Regions from separate parts of the Mus musculus genome. Here region 1 is linked to region 2. The links are chromatin contacts, called in public HiCAR-type maps. All regions are on one chromosome and are shown on one strand. Each heading gives the region's core, a stretch centred on a gene start, on an enhancer-like site or on the middle of the called end of the contact. The rest is flanking DNA. Distances are from core to core; before and after follow the strand shown.

Region 1 (4,981 bases), core at 1,860-4,359, 2.1 Mb before region 2:
CGCTTCATCTGAAAATAGAGACAATCATCTCATGTACTTACAAACGATTAAGTGAAAGCTTAACGTGGAGCAACACTAGATGCACACTAGGCACTATTTTTATTTTGTTACTATGTTAATAGTAGAAACAACACAATGACAGAAAAACAATACTGACTGTGGCATAGTTTATTAGCAACTTTTAAAATAAAAAATTGAGTGTGTATGAGTGTATATATTTATACATATAAGTATTTGCCTTTAAAAAGAATGTCACTGTTAGTATCAACCATATGTCAAGTAAGTTATTCTATTCAACAGTTCAGCTCTCTCTGTATTACTGTGAATATGAAAGACTCTATCTAGCGTTTCTTATGGTACTAGTATCAGGAATAATGATTCAATAAGCACTTGTTTTTAAAGGCTTCCCACAGAGCCAGGTATCATACAATACTCCTGACAACAACAGACTGTACAGCTGTGGCTAATGGGCCCTTAAGATTACACTGCCTAGTAAGACTGCAGCCATCTTAAGTATATTCCAGAATGTTCTCACAAGCAAAACGTCCTCTAAGGACACATTTCTCAGAACGTATTCCCTTCACTGAGTGGATCAAGTGGCAGGCTGGGGACATGAATCAATGACAGAACACTGGCAGTGTGAAGCCCTGGGTTCTATCCAGCACCTGAAGAATACATACATACATGTAAACAGTAATACACAGCAAAGGACTGGTATGCAGGCAAGCAATAAAGTCTGTTAGGTAAGAGCACTTGTCAGACAAGTCTAACAACCTGTTTGATTTCCCAGAGTCTATGGAGGAAGGAGAGAACTTATTACAAACATACACACACACAAGCACTCACAACATATGCATAAATTATATGAACACTCACATCATACTCATATATATATTCATAAAAATAATAGAGAGAAACTTAATTTAAAAAAACATAACTGAACTCATTTTCTGTTTAAAAGAAGAAATCAGGACTATGAATTGTCCTGTTGCTTTGCATTAATGTATGTAAGAAGCAATATCTAGTGGTATTGTGTTTAGATGCCCTTTATAAAATGTCTTCACAAATATTAAATGTAGCAAAAAAAAAAAAAAAATCCCACCATAGACCTCTCTCTGCACTAACTGTTAAATGATAGTTACCTGAAAATAGTTATATTCCTACATCAAGTTTTTAAGGTAATTGCAGTTTCAAAATTACCTTTGTAGGAATAATTTTATTAATCTTCCTTCTTTTTTTTGATATTTTTTTAATTAGGTATTTTCCTCGTTTACATTTCCCATGCTATCCCAAAAGTTCCCCCATACCCACCCCCCCAATCCCCTACCCACCCACTTCCCCTTTTTGGCCCTGGCGTTCCCCTGTACTGGGGCATATAAAGTTTGCAAGTCCAAAGGGCCTCTCTTTCCAGTGATGGCTGACTAGGCCATCTTTTGATACATAGGCAGCTAGAGACAAGAGCTCCGGGGTACTGGTTAGTTCATATTGTTGTTCCACATATAGGGTTGCAGTTCCCTTTAGCTCCTTGGGTACTTTCTCTAGCTCCTCCATTGGGGGCCGTGTGACCCATCCAATAGCTGATAATCTTCCTTTTTTAGTGGAATTATATGTTACTCACAGGACTCAAAGCTAGTGACATTCATTCCAAACTATAAAAAAACATTCTTTAATTTAAAAAGAATATACCTTGGATGGGTGTTTGTAAGGTGCGGGAAGATCCACACCACAGAATCTTAAGATGCATCTTGGACAGGTGCCAGAACTGAACAACAGCTGTGCCACGTGCTTGTTCTCCTCAGTCAGTGGAAGCATACTAGAAGAAACTAAAATGAGCACTTTCAGTATTCTACAGCTACGTGCTGTATTTATGTCCTTAAAAAGAAAAGCTTTCATTTGAAAAATTCTATTTTGTACCCTTCAAATACTGCTTGTCATATCTATATTCTAAAATATGAACTTGACTAAGTGAGTATGTGGATTACAGGGGAGAGGAACAAAGAAAGACAAGCTTGCTCTGGACATGACATTAAAAACTTTCCGATTCCGGGACTTGGGACCACTCAGGGTTGCCTGTGTAAACCTTTCAAGGAAGTACTTACAATATGGGAATATACTCTATTAAAGAAAAAAAAATCAAGAAACTCCATGTGGCCAAGTATTTATTTCAGTTTCATAATCCCGTCTATCAGTTCACTTAACCTATTAATTTAATGTTAAGTAAAGAGTCTATGAGGAGTTGGAAATAATTATGTAAAAATGCATCTTCTTGCCAGGTGTAAGCGCTCACGCTTATAATTTCAGTACACAAGAAACAAGAAGATCTCCATGAGTTCAAAGCTAACCTAGGCTAAATAGAGAATCAAAGCCAGCGGGGGAGAGGGGGGTAGCTGAAACAGTCTTGAGTTTCACACCATAAGATCTTTTTTAATGCATTTCCTCCTGCACAGGCATAGTTCGTCCTCTGGCATGGGAGTAGGGGAAAGGTAAGGGGAAAGCTCTGTTCTGGCCAAACAAGCCCTTAACTCTATGTGCTGAGGTTCTAGAAACTTACCACTCACTCCACCTGACTAACAAACAAAAGGGACTGCAGCTACGCCTCTTCGACACCCAGTCCCTAACCCCTCACCTCGTACTTCCTAGGCCTTACCTTCTCCCAAGATGCCGCAGCCGAGTCTTAACCCTTTTCGGCCCTGGGTGGGAACGGGGAAGAGTAAAGACAGCGCACCTACTGCGCTCAGCCGTTGTGTTCCCCAAGAAAACCAGAGCTTTACAACGAAAGTACCAGGCCCCTCACGAGAGGAATGCAGGAACCCCCTCGTCTTACACGGTGACCTGTAAGGCTGTCCGCCTGGCAGCCTGCACTCCCCCTAGCTCTACGAACGAAAGACTGCGAGGGGCTTTACTGCTAGCCTTAAAGGGTCGGCCGGCAAAGGAGCCTCCGACGGACTCGGCACCTAGGTCGTAGTAGCTGCTGCCAGAAACGTCGATGAGCCCCTACTCAAATTTGAAACCCAGACTAGGGAAAAGAAAGAGGGACGTCCCGCTCTCCCGACTCCCGACCCCCTCCCACACCCCAGCAAATTAGCTGTTCCCTTCCTCCTTCCTCCAGCTTCGCCTGACCACACGCCTTGGCCTGACGTCAGGCGTGGGCGGGGCGGAGGGCTCGGTGTTCTGCCTGTCGTGCCTGGCAAGCGAGGCGCTCCTTCACCCAGCCGTCGCAGTCGCTTCCCTGAGCCGGAGCGGAGCTGGCGGAGAGATGGCCTCCCAGCCGCCGCCGCCCCCCAAACCCTGGGAGTCTCGCAGAATTCCCGGGGCCGGCCCCGGGCCGGGCTCCGGCCCCGGCCCCACTTACCAGTGAGTGTGAGGTGTTTGGGCCGCGACTTTGGAGGCCAGAGCGGGGACTTGGCAGGAGGCGGTTGAAGCCGTTATTGGGGGGAGGCGTCGCTTCCCGCTGCCGGCCCGGGGCGAGTGCAGAGCGGGTCTGGAGTCTGCTGGCTGTACGACCGCCCGTTCTTCCCCCGGGCGCCCCGCCGGCCCCACGGATGCAGGAGCTAGAAAGAAAAGCGGCGCTTCCCTGCCTTTTCGCTTTTGCGGGACATGGGGGGGCGGGACAGCCTGACCCGCTTCAAAGCGACGAGCTTGGGTCTGCTGCCGAGCGCGACGTTGGCCCAGCCAGGACAAGGATAGAGAGCAAAAGTCATGGAAAAGCTTTACAGCCTCTCCAGAAGTTGGTTGAACGACCCAAAGGTCACGTTTACGCAACATGGAATCCAAGCTCTTACCCTTGGCTTTCTTTTCTAGCATAACTTAACGTTTAGGTTGAGGGTTGAAAGAATTCTAAGACAGGAATTCGAGGTCTGTGGGTAGCCTTTGTGTACAAAATTGTGTGTGTGACTGTCGTCTAAGGCCTATAAAGTTTTTATTTGCTTTGATTTAAATCAGTAACAAATGGGTCTGCAACTTTTAAAAATTTAAAACAGAATTAGAGTTTCAGGAACCTGTGTTTTCTTTGGATAAATAGATACCTTAATCCAGGCGACATGATTTCAGAGCAAGTTTGTACGTTTTCCTGGCGCGTAAAAATCTCTGTACGTTGGAGTACTTTTCTCTTATTGGAAAATCTGGTGCTCTTTTAAAAGTACTAAAACACTTGGGCACAGTAACTAATAGATACAATTAGAGTGATAAGCTGTATTTTTCGTGTTAAAGCAACACTTATTGGTGATACTTTCATTAGAATGTTTCTAAGTGTGTTCTTTGCTATCCCGTTAAACTTCTCTGAACATTACTTAGCCTTCTGGGTTTGTTGTTGTTTTGTTGTATGTGCCTTAAATTTTATGATTGTTTTCTGTACCTGTTTATATTTGTTTTACTAATGGTATGCAATTATGGGTTATTCCATTAATGTTGAACTTATCTTGCATTTTTAAATGAACCTACTTAGCTTCCTTTTTTTAATATACTGTCCTGGATTCTGTATTATTTTAAGATTTATGTTCCTATGTGATATTGGATTCCTTTTTTAAATTATACTTTTGTCTTTATATCAGTTTTTTAATGAGAAAATTTTGCACTGAAAATTTTTTTATTGAAAAGTTAACATTTTATTTCTTTAGGTAGATGATTTTTCTCTTTAAGATTTTATTGGGGCTGGCTGGAAAGATGACTCAGCAGTTAAGAGCACTGACTGCTCTTCCAGAGGTCTGGAGTTCAATTCCCAGCAACAGCATGGTGGCTCACAACCATGAGTTGTGATCCAAGAAGGCATGAGATCCAATGCCTTCTTCTGGTGTGTCTGAAGATAGCTATATATTGAAAATAAAATAAATAAACCAAAAAAAAGAAAAAAAAGATTTTATATAATACCTAGGTCCTCTGTGATATAACTATACACGTATAATCTGTATTTTTCCATCCATTTCAGTACCTACAGTATGCAGTACTCAAAGTATTTAAGAAATCACTTATTCATTTCTCTTTT
Region 2 (5,475 bases), core at 655-3,154:
GTAACTAAAACTGCTATCCTAAAGTCCCAGAGCAGATTAGAACAATCACTATCAAATCAGCTCCAGCCCTTCTCTCTTCACTTGAAAATCCTGTAATCTCTCCCTCAACCATCAAGTGAAACTGGAGGCAAGTCATGCTATCTCTAGAGTGTGATATTTGCACATATGGTTGTTCAGTAGGAAGTACTATAAAGTAACAGAACTAATGCCTATTAGAAAACCAAGAAGAAACAGAAACTACAGAGACATGCCCTGGAATTTGAGAGTCCCTGACACAGAGGTAACATTTAGAAATGCAACCCACAAATGAACTAAATGTGGACAGAGACACAGGAAGCATTCCATTATAAAAAGATCAGTGCTCAAGAACAAAATTAAGGCATCAAATGAATAAAGTGATTCTAGGAGTCATTCAAGTACCCTACAGTCTATTGAAACCTAAATGCTATTGGACCCAGAAGTGGCTAGTTTTATGTCAACCAGACACAAGCTACAGTCAGTCTTAAGTTAAGAGGAATTCTCAATTGAAAAGAAAAATGCTTCCACCATAAAGATCGGGCTGTAGACAAGCCCATAGGGCATTTTCTTAATTACAGATTGATGGGGAAGAGCCCAGTCCTTTATGGGTGCTGCCATCTCTGGGCTGGTGGTCCTGGGTTCTATAAAGAAGCAGACTTAGCAAGCCATGAGGAACAAACCAATAAGCAGCACTCCTCCATGGTCTCTGCAACAGCTCATGCCCTCCATATTCCTACTTATTCTGAGTTCCTCGAATGATGGGCCAAAATGTGGAAGAGTAGGCCAAATAAATCCTTTCCCCTAACCTGCTTTTGGTCATGGTGTTTCATCGCAGAAATAGAAGCCCTGACTAAGGCATCATATTTCTCTCTCCAAATACTAAATCTTCCAAAAACAAAACTGAAGCCATCCACCATCCATTTAATAGTGACAGAAAATTCTGACGTTAGACCAAGAGCATATTCATTGGTCTGTTCCAAGGCACATGTTTTCGAATATCCGTACAACAAACGGAGAATACAGATTTCCCTTAACAACTTTCATTTTAAATGAAAGCCTCTTGAGATGTTTTAGCTGCTAACATTTCGCCTGAAACAATCAGTGTCTCCCAACTTCCCCTGGAAGTAACAGGTTTCCAAAAAGAGAATGAGCAAAAAGTGTCAATATTCACAGTCGGCAAAGAAAATTAGATCGGTACACCACAAGTAAACACAAGGAAGGGGCTCACTCCACAAACAAAACTTTCTGACTTTACTTTGGAAAAGTTACACTGACTCAAACTGCAAGACACTCTTCGTCCCTCCTGAAAACTGTGGCATCCACACGCTCCTGACACTAACAGGGGACTCCGGAGGTCGCCCACAACCACCGGCTTCGGATTCAGGATACGCGCATCAGTGCCGCACCCTGTTCTGACCCCCAGATAAAAACCCTCGGGGCCGAGCTCACCAGCCTGGGACGTGAGAACACAGCTCCACAAGCTCTTGGTCTGGAGAGCGCTCAGGTGAGGCTGCCTCGTCGCCTAGCAACGGTGAAGCTGCCCGTTCTTCCGCAAGCGTCAATTCCTCCCGCCTCTGAGAGAGTTTTTAAAAGGTTTTGTTTCCGGGTCGAGCGGGCTTTAAGCAACGGAAGGTCTCTTAGCCGCCCTTGTTTAGTCTTGGGGGAGGATAGATTCTCGGTGGAGCGACGTGTGCTGTCGCTCAGGGGTCGTTTCTCCTCCCTCGAGTTAACGCCTCCTCTCCTGCCAATTGCTGAGCGCCATCAGGCAGGCGCCTCACTCAAAGCACCAACCCTCTGCTCACAGACGCGCTCCAATCACCGAGGCTCAGCCCCGGGACTACTTTGCAGCGAGGCGCGTAGGAAGAAGGGGTTTGGGGGAATTGTAGTTTAGCACTGTCAGGAATGCACGAAGGTGGGCGCCAGAGGTCGCCGGAAGAACTACACTTCCCAGAAAGGGCCGTGTCTCCAGCCGAACCTTTGCGGGCCAGCCCCGCGTTCTCTCCCAGAGTCTGTTCCGCTGTAGAGGTGACCTGACTGCTGGAGACTGCCTTTTGCAGGTGCAGAGATCGGCCTTGCAGTTTGCAATAATGGTGAGTGTGGGCTCCTGGAACCTGCAGCAGCTCCGGCCTCTCGGCCTCCTCCTGCGCTTGATGCGCTTTTAAAAAGCAGTAATGCCGGGAGCTGTCCTCCGCGCGGTTTGCAAAATCTGACTCATTCTCACGACTGTCGCAGTAACCCAGATACTGGAAAGGGGTTCGCAAGGACTCTAGAGAAATCACTGTCCTTGGAAAGTCGGGTCTCAGTCCTTGCGCAGGAGGGACAAAATTTTCTCCGAAGGACCTTAAAGGATTTGTTGTGGGGGATGAGAATTATGGGAGGGGAAGAATTAGGTCCTAACACTATTTTGCCTCTTAAGCTCTTGGAAAGAATAGGCCTCTGATGTTGATTTACCGGTAGTGCTCCAGGTTATGATCCCAGTTTTCAGGAGACATGTTTCCACCATATTTGATTTAAAAGAAAACAAATGTTACTGAAAACCTATTCTTGATCTCCGTTTGTAATGACAGGACTAGCATCGCTAGTCAAACAGTGCCGATATTCTTTACTACTCTGTCATAAATTCTGAAGGCCTCCTTGCAGATGTAACGTAACCATCTTGTTGAAGCTCTAGATCTATCTTGTCCTCAGCGGGCGGAGGGGGGTGACGTGAAAGAGAGCTCTGACGTAGGACTAATCTTCATGCTGTTTGAAGGTGACATTTGCCACCAGACTGGAAATTGCTAAGTACTTTGAAATTTACATTTTAAAAATACGTGTTGTCCTTTAATATCAAGATGGGAAATGTGAGATGAATTGAAAATTTTTGGATGAATTGGAAATTTCACAGAACCCAAGGAGACATGTTTTCAAACAAGGACAAAAACTCCCTCAATCTCTATAAGAAACCCTAAGGGAATAATTACTAATTTCCAGTCATTGTTGCCTAGTTATTTTGACACATAAGTAGTTATTTAAATTATGGCTTAAGCAGTCTCTGTCTTAATAATTTTAGTAATAAAGTGGCACTAGTTATCCAAGAACTTCAGACTTTAGGCTGTTAGGCCTATATGAAAACCTTTTTACAATCATCTTATCCAAAACCCCACTTTAAATACTAAAATTTAATTTGTTGAGACTCAGAATGCGAGTTGCTCAAGGTCATAAGGCTTGCACCTAGGGTCTCTTGTTCTTCCCATTTACCAGGATTGTATTATGTGTTTGGCAAATCACTTCATAATCCCCTTTAGGAAATAAGTCCACAGAATCAGCATGTAACATCTGATAGCTTTGTTACATGTCATTCAGAGTGTTGAAATTCTGAAGTTAAAGGGGCATTTAAGGATTGTTTCATCTAATCTTAAAACAGCCTGTCATGGTCCTTGATTTCCCAAGGTCAGAGAGATCCAGGGCCCCTAGTTAGAGTGTAGAGTTTGTTATTCACTAGATGGAACTGGCCTCACCCTTAGAAGGTCACATCTGGGCCAGAAGACATGAGTTGTTCCAGGTAGAAGAGTTCTGTGATGTTGCAGTCTCACATGATTCATAACCATCTTGCCTCCTGGGAAGAGGATGCAAGCAAATTGCTGCTTTAGAAAAGACCTGTCAGTTCCAGTCACCGTGGTGGTACACGTCCTAAATCCCAGCTCTTGGGAGGCTCTGTGATTTCAAAACCAGCTTGGACTACATACTAAGTTCCAGGCCAGCCAGGGCTGCACAGGGAGACCCTGTCTCATAAAAAAAGAAAAGAAAAAAAAAAAAAAAAAAAAAAGAAAGAAAGAAAAAAAAAGCTGTCCTTTTTTTTTTTTTTTTGACAATTCAAATCCTTTTTAAAAGGAACTCTGTCATTGTCCATAGGGGAATCAGCTAAGGACACCTAGAGGAATCTGAATGATACTGTTTGTCTTTTATATTGCAGAAAAATGTGCAAATAGAAAGTAAAAAGAGAATGCTATTCTGGGGAATAACAGAGGGAAAACTTAAAGCTTTACAACTAAACAATACATTCTCAAAGCAGCCTGTAACCGCAGGAAGGTCATTAATGCCCCGCAAGAGAGAAGCCATTCCTTTTTGGGTGTTGGCAACATGCCCAGATATCTGAGCAGAGAATAGTAACCCACACTGGCACTGTTACACTGTGTGTGACAAGTCAGTGAGGCTCTCCTCCCCCCTGCTTCTCAACTGCAGTATCTCAGGAAAGCAGGAGGAACCAAACTGGTGTCTCCTTTACCTACTTCATCATCAGACCTTCAAATACTAAGGTAACCCCTTAAGCCGGAAGTCACCAGGCACAGAAGGAAACTGCTAGGATAGAATTAACTGTTGATTCTTGGCCACAGCCTCTTCACTACAGGCTGTGATACTGGGAACACGTTTTTAATAAATGGCTACATAATACTGTCCTGGCCATCAGCTAGACTAGGTTGAACTTTAAGAGGAGATTGGCACTTTCCCCTCCGTTCTTACCCAGCTTCCCTCACGTTGTTCAAGTTGAACTTGGGGGCTTTGGGCAGTGGTGATCTTTTGTTGTTTTAGAGTCTCACAGTAGCCCACACCGGCCTTACTCTTAGAAATCTCAACTTCCTGTTCCCCTATCAGCCCTAGGATTGCCGCCACACGTCACCATGCCTGGTGGCAGTGTGCTTTTGTTTTTGTTTTATCTTTTTTTTTTTTTTTTTTTTTTGACTACCTTTTAGCTTCACCCTTATGTTATTCATTTACATGACAGTTTACATTGAAACCTGTATGAAGAGCACAAATTTTAGTCAAAGGAAAACTGCTCTGAGGAGAACCTCACACTCTAGCCTAGATGACAGATGTGTAGATATATAACTGCTGGGGTTAAAGGTGTGTACTCCACTGCCTGGCTGAAACACCTTCACTTTTAAAAAGCACATTCATTCACTCTCCTTCCAGCTGTGTGCATTTCAGTCTTTGTGGAAGCTTACTTAGGCAATGGAGCTACTTCTTAAGCAAGTATTTGAGTTCCAGCTGTGTACCTGTTTTTATCTACCTGGTGGGATGTAACAGTGGCTAGAATTCAGATTGTAGGAAGATTGAGAAATAGGCAAAACCCAGAGGATAGGGAACAGCCTCTCCCTTCTCATTTCTTAACTTCAAAAGAAAGATAACAAGATGAAATACATATACAGGATTAAAGATTGGTCTGTAATAGTTAGTAATAGTTCCTGGTAATATCAGAATATAAGTCTTGTAAAGCTATGTATAGCAGAAAATAACCATATAGAATAGTGTGTTCTATTCATTCATGCAGTTTATTTTGGACATAGATACATGTTTTATTAAGTACATATTAATATAGATGCATATTTTATTAAAGTTGGCTTATTTAGGTATTAAATTTAATGTATCTAGTGATAAGGAAAAAGTAGGAAAGAAATCTAGGTATCAAAGAGAATT

What was found. HiCAR-type assays count read pairs that join an accessible place to other places.
Region 1: a HiCAR-type map of astrocytes shows a contact between it and region 2, with 3 times the contacts expected there. The contact joins the promoter of Pus10 here to the promoter of Mdh1 in region 2. A contact is called at or near these places in 3 of 39 promoter capture datasets (the C10 cell line, hippocampal neurons and liver) and 1 of 115 datasets of contacts at active chromatin or transcription factors (astrocytes).

What each region holds. Positions count from the first base shown.
Region 1 is chr11:23,664,120-23,669,100 of GRCm38.p6, reverse strand. Pus10 (pseudouridylate synthase 10) reads right to left here and starts at 3,109. Exons shown (of 18, transcript NM_028304.3): 1 at 2,648-3,109; 2 at 1,687-1,823. The coding sequence starts at 1,812. Pex13 (peroxisomal biogenesis factor 13) reads left to right here and starts at 3,218. Exons shown (of 4, transcript NM_023651.5): 1 at 3,218-3,354. The coding sequence starts at 3,257.
Region 2 is chr11:21,568,363-21,573,837 of GRCm38.p6, reverse strand. It overlaps Mdh1 (malate dehydrogenase 1, NAD (soluble)), which reads left to right and starts at 1,904. Exons shown (of 9, transcript NM_008618.3): 1 at 1,904-2,108. The coding sequence starts at 2,106. It overlaps Wdpcp (WD repeat containing planar cell polarity effector), which reads right to left and starts at 1,557. Exons shown (of 18, transcript NM_145425.3): 1 at 1,468-1,557.